2 separate regions of the Mus musculus genome follow, and region 1 is linked to region 2. The links are chromatin contacts, called in public HiChIP or PLAC-seq maps. All regions are on one chromosome and are shown on one strand. Each heading gives the region's core, a stretch centred on a gene start, on an enhancer-like site or on the middle of the called end of the contact. The rest is flanking DNA. Distances are from core to core; before and after follow the strand shown. Region 1 holds the start of Zg16 (zymogen granule protein 16). Region 2 holds the start of Ppp4c (protein phosphatase 4, catalytic subunit).

Region 1 (2,723 bases), core at 29-2,528, 260 kb before region 2:
ATTCCTGGGATCTATTATCACCAGGAGCCCTGCCCTATTTCTGGTTCCTCAGGGCAGGACTCTAGCTATCTGGGATGAGTTTTCAGTCCCAGATGGTGAGCCTGCAAGGCAAGGGGTGTATGCTCTGAATTCCTGACTGCGGGTCATTAAGGCCTGACACTGCTTATTCTAGCTCCTCCCTAGGCTCCAACCTCTCTGCTGGGAAGGTCCTGGTGACTCAGGGATCACAGGGCTGGTCTAACAGGGTCTCAAGTACTAGTACTTAGGGGTCCGGTCTAGGGACTTTAGATCAAGAGGAAATCAGCCTTGGAAGGGAAGGACCTAAAGGAAGAAGAAATCAACAGCATTGATCTGAGGTGTTTCAGACCTAAGGAAAGGGACAGCTCACTCTGGTGATCTATAACCATGGTGCCTGGAGGTCCTGAGGGTCTAGTCCTCACAGAGTGTCTAAGTATTCGCAGAGGAGGACTTGTATAAACTCTGTCCCTCTGCTTCCCACATGCCCATTGGACTGCCCACTTGTAGCCCCAGGCTCCCCTTCTCAGAGAAAAAAAGACTTGAGAAGTGTCTGACTGAGGATGGGTAGATGTAAGGATGAAGGACAGATAGCCCAGGCATGGCAAAGCATTAATAACATCAGACTTTGTGATATAGGTGCTCACTATTTATTTTTTTAAGCTTTATAATTAGATTTTTTCATAATATAATACCAACAAATAGAGAAAAATTATCAGGCAAATATTTGGCACTGCTCAGAGTTGAAAGTGATTTTGTTTTCTAGGAGAAGATGTATCACAAATGACTGTTGAGGTTGACAGTTACCTGGGGTCAGTTCTTGGGGCTGACCTAGGGCAAGGACTGATTCTCAGGGATGAATACCTACAGCTCTTGGATTACATTCTCATTTGTTTGTTTGTGTTTTCAGACAGGGTCTCATCTACAGCCCAGCCTGGCCTTGAACTCATGACCCTCTCCCCACCCCTCAAATGTTGGTATTACAGACATGAGCCACCATGTCTGGATTAATCACACTCTTTAAATACTAACTGCTTTCCCCACCCTTCAGGTGGACTTTTAGCAAATTGTCTCTTCACAAACCTGGCACATTGTCTAGAGTGGACCCCACCTTGCCACCTGTAACCCTTGCGGGAGAGGCAGGATAAGATGTTCCAGGCCTGCTTGACACCTGACCCTAAGAAGCTGATCATGTTTGCTCAGCAGGTGAGGTTCACAGGATAAAGAACAGTGGGAGGGCTTGGACCTGGTATAAAAGCTCTGGAAATTTCTAGAAGACTAGCATCTGCAACTTCTAGGGGAAAGGTAAGTTGGGAGATACTCAGAGATGAGCTAGAAAAGACAATGCCTGGACTGTAGCAGGGGAGACTTGGGTATCAGCTCCTGGATGTGAGCTGCTTTGGAGTGCAAAGATGTCTGGTTTTGGCTGAGGGATGCTTGGGGGGATGGATATGGACAGTTTGGCTGGTGGAGACAGGGTTATGATACACAGACAAGTTGCCTGGGATCTGATGTCTTGAGCTCACACATATCCCTCCTATTAGCCTCTCTCAGCTCCACCAGGTCTTCTCAGACCCTTGTCGTTGGCACAGTGTCTTCTGTCATCTCCTTTGCTCCCAAGGTCACATGGAGGCACCTCTAAAATCTTCTTTGCCTTGATTTAAGAGTAGAATGATGCTAGAGACTTAAGTGTGCCTCAGATACTTCATAGACTAGATGACTTCAGGTAGGTTTTGCTCAGATTCTTGGTTCACCAACTCAACTGCCTCAGGACTCTGGAGATGGCCTTTACTTCCTCTTCAGAAAGCTCTCTTGTTTATTGTGCGGGGATGGAGGAAGGCTTGACTCAGCTGGACAGACTGAAAGGAAGTTAGGATTCTCTTTTGGATCTGGAGAGACGAGTAGCCACAGTCACATCACGGAATGAGCTTTCTTTTTAACTTTCTTCCCACCGCAGCCTCAGAATGTTGGCCGTCGCCCTCTTAGTCCTTCTTTGTGCCTCGGCCTCTGCTAATTCCAGTAAGTGAAATGCCACAGGGAGATCATGGGAAGGCAGCCCGTGTACTGCCGCTGGCCAGGATTGTCAGAGGCTGGCTTGGGTGGTGGGAGGCAGGAGGGTATGGGGGACAGCTGTGCTCCCAGAGCATCTGTGCCTCCAGGCCTTTCTTTCCCCTCTAGTTCAGTCCAGGACATCCTCTTACAGTGGAGAGTATGGAGGTAAAGGAGGAAAGCGATTCTCTCATTCTGGCAACCAGCTGGACGGCCCCATCACCGCCTTCCGTATCCGGGTCAACAGATACTACATAGTAGGGTAAGAGTCTCTGCGTTTCTGTACGTTGGGATCTGTCTAGGACCTTGCTAAGTTGGAAAGTTCTCGCTGACCTTGGGTCGCACCTGTGCACACCTTGGCACGTTGTAATCACAAACACCCAGGAGCCTTACATTACCTGGGTTGGATTTCACCTTTGGTTTAAACCTATTTCCAACATTTCTGTTGAGCATCCTTTGTCCCTGCTTGTTGTCTGTCCTGGAATAGTTCTATCCCACCCTCCAGCTGGAAACTTCCATCACATGAAGAGCCAAATGTATTTCTTTCTGTTCCATGTTCTGAACCATGAGCCAGTTGTTGGCTTGTCTCTTCCCTGTCTGGCCTGGGCAGTCTTCTGGTGTTTGAAATCCTCGGGCCTCTTTGAAGTGTGTATTGTGAG
Region 2 (2,700 bases), core at 72-2,571:
GTGCTGGGAATTGAACCCAGGTGGTTGGCAGGCTGGAAGAGCAGTCAGTGTTAACCACTGAGCCATCTCCCCACCCTCTATAAGAAAATCTTAAGGCACATAAAAATTGTTCAAAATTGAGAGGGACAATAGAATACTGAAAAAGAGGGAGTATGGTGTGCAGAAGATCAATAACCTGCTCTGCCTACAGCAAAAGGCAAAGAGAAAGGAGGCAGACTGCATGCACTGCGAATTTGGGGAGCTCCAGGGGCTGGCTTAGTGTTTGTGTTGCTTTGAGTTTCAGCAAATGAAAGGTGAAAGCCAGACCTGAAAACCACTTTTTTCTGGATTAATTTTTGTTTTTTGCTTTTTGAGGCAGGGTTTCTCTGTATAGCCCTGGCTGTCCTGGAACTCACTTTGTAGACCAGGCTGGCCTCGAACTCCCAAATCTGCCTGCCTCTGCCTCCTGAGTGCTGGGATTAAAGGCGTGCACCACCAAGTACAGCTATGGATTCATATTTGAGCTTTGATTGAAACTCCAGACTTTCAGCATTCAACTGTGATCAAGCTAGCCTCCAAACCCATTGCCACCTTCAAGGAATATGTTCAGGCAATAAGAAGCATTGTTGGGTGTGGTTGATTAATATCTGGGCTGAGATTCGCTGTGAAATCTGGGCTATTCTAAGCTACAGTGCAACCCTGTCAAGAAAAAAAGTGAACTATTTTGGAAAAGCTTGGTGTCCAGAGAGTGGACACTTAAAAAATTTTTTTTCAATTAGATTTAAGCCTCCGTGTTTTCTCTCATCACCATATGGGTTCTGGGGATCCAAATCAGGTCAGTAGGTTTGGTGACAAGTTCTTTTATCAGATATGCTATCTTCGTGAGGTGACCGCCCCCCGCCAAGTGTTTGCTCTGTAGCTTTGACAGCCTAGTATCCACGATCAGCCTTAGCCTCCTGAGTTCTGGGATTACAAATAGGCCACTATGTCTGGCCCAGGTTCGGAGCTCCTCCATGGGACCGTGGCAAGAAATGTGGACCAGGATAGGCTCTTTCATTGAACAATTATTTATGCATATCTGCAATACTTGGCCTTATTCTAAACACCGGAGAGGCAATGATGAACAAGGCAGTTTTATCCGTGAGATCTGTAATAGAAGCAGCCCAGGGAATAATGTAATGTGAGATGAGAAGCCTACCGCGGCTCGCCTCACCAGGCATACACAAGTACACCAGGCGCACTGCTGTATTTGCCTCCAACCAACTTCGCCCGCCCACTTCCGGCTACTTCTCTTCTCCTTCCCGGTGCCTCAGCGAGGCGTGGCTCGTGTGCGTCACTTCCGGCGCGCGAGAGCACTGGTTTCCCTTTGCTTCCGCGGCGAGGCCGGAAGTAGAAGCGGCGGTGGCGGAGGCCCAAAGCGGAGGGAAGTGGGGAGTCGAAGAGACTCAGCCGGAGTCTCCGCGGCGGTAATTGTCCGAGGCCCCTCTAGGCCACCGTCCTTAGCGCGGGCCCGCGGGGTTCGACGGGAGTTGGCGGGGTGCGGCCAGGGCAGCGGGACGCGGAGGGTCCTGGGCCGCCGTGAGGGGAGGGGGGGGCGGTCCCAGAATCGAGTCCCCCCTCCCGCACGGACCCTCTGATTGGCGGGCTCGCCTTCCCTTTTCCCAGGAGACCCCTGTGCGGTCCGGAGGGGGCGGCGGCCCCGACTCTGACCCGCGCCGGGGGGGTGGGCCATGGCGGAGATCAGCGACCTGGACCGGCAGATCGAGCAGCTACGGCGCTGCGAGCTGATCAAAGAGAGCGAAGTCAAGGCCCTGTGCGCCAAGGCCAGGTGAGCCCGCGGAAGGGACTCCAGCCGGTCGCCCCGGGGGTCTCGGCCGGGCAAACTCCGCCGAGAACTTAGGGCTTGCCCAAGCCCGGAAACGTCGCCAGAGAGAGGTCCGGAGAGCCACTTCTCCCCAGGAACCACGGGGCGGCTGTGTATGGGTTTCTAGTGGAGTAAGAGCGAGTGGCAGGAAGTTCTAGGGAACTCAGGGAAAATGGCTTGCCCTGCTGGGGTGAAAGTTTCTTGGAGGGGCTGAGTTCTCGGACAGATTCTTAAAGAGTGAGGAGATGGTTCAAGGCAAGAAAACAAAACGTGATTTGCGAAAGCCTCTCAATCCCGTCAGTCCTTAAAAGAGAAAATGACTTTGTGTCTAGTTTAACAAACAAGGACTCCAATTGTTCAAAATTACCAGCAAGGAAGGAATGGAATCTGAAGCCAGATCTTGTGAATACGGATCCTTTTAGTTATGATTCTGGAAGACGGAGTTGAGCCACCTTCGTGTTCCATTACGATCCTAAGAAAAACAATAAATAGGTCACACTAGAAGAGTTTCAGACTAGCTCATTTTACTGAGTTGAGGTCTTTTCAAAAAAGGAAGAGTTTTTGAAAAAACTCACAGCTTCAACACAATTTTTTTTAAAGATTTATTTATTATTTTTATGTAAGTAAACTGTAGCTGTCCTCAGACACACCAGAAGAGGGCATCAGATATCATTACAGATGGTTGTGAGCCACCATGTGGTTGCTGGGATTTGAACTCAGAACCTTCAGAAGAGCAGTCGGTGCTGTTAACCATTGAGCTATCTCCAGCCCCTCTCAACAGCCCCTCCCAAGCCCTTGGGATGCCAAGAAAGGAGAATGAGGGGTTTAGGGTCATCCTAAGCTAGGTCAAGGCCACA

What was found. HiChIP or PLAC-seq counts read pairs in DNA pulled down with a chosen protein or histone mark.
Region 1: a contact with region 2 is called in an H3K4me3 HiChIP or PLAC-seq map of embryonic stem cells, with 8 times the contacts expected there. The contact joins the promoter of Zg16 here to the promoter of Ppp4c in region 2. A contact is called at or near these places in 15 of 39 promoter capture datasets (the C10 cell line, the HPC-7 cell line, the SN4741 cell line and 11 more), 4 of 484 Hi-C or Micro-C datasets (B cells, bone marrow-derived macrophages, nephron progenitors and 1 more), 24 of 115 datasets of contacts at active chromatin or transcription factors (the 230-238 cell line, the NIH/3T3 cell line, the SCID.adh cell line and 15 more) and 4 of 9 other capture datasets (adipose tissue, embryonic stem cells, liver and 1 more).

The regions. Positions count from the first base shown.
Region 1 is chr7:127,051,230-127,053,952 of GRCm38.p6, reverse strand. Zg16 (zymogen granule protein 16) reads left to right here and starts at 1,278. Exons shown (of 4, transcript NM_026918.3): 1 at 1,278-1,320; 2 at 1,973-2,034; 3 at 2,194-2,326. The coding sequence starts at 1,980.
Region 2 is chr7:126,791,168-126,793,867 of GRCm38.p6, reverse strand. It overlaps Ppp4c (protein phosphatase 4, catalytic subunit), which reads left to right and starts at 1,321. Exons shown (of 9, transcript NM_019674.4): 1 at 1,321-1,445; 2 at 1,645-1,807. The coding sequence starts at 1,710.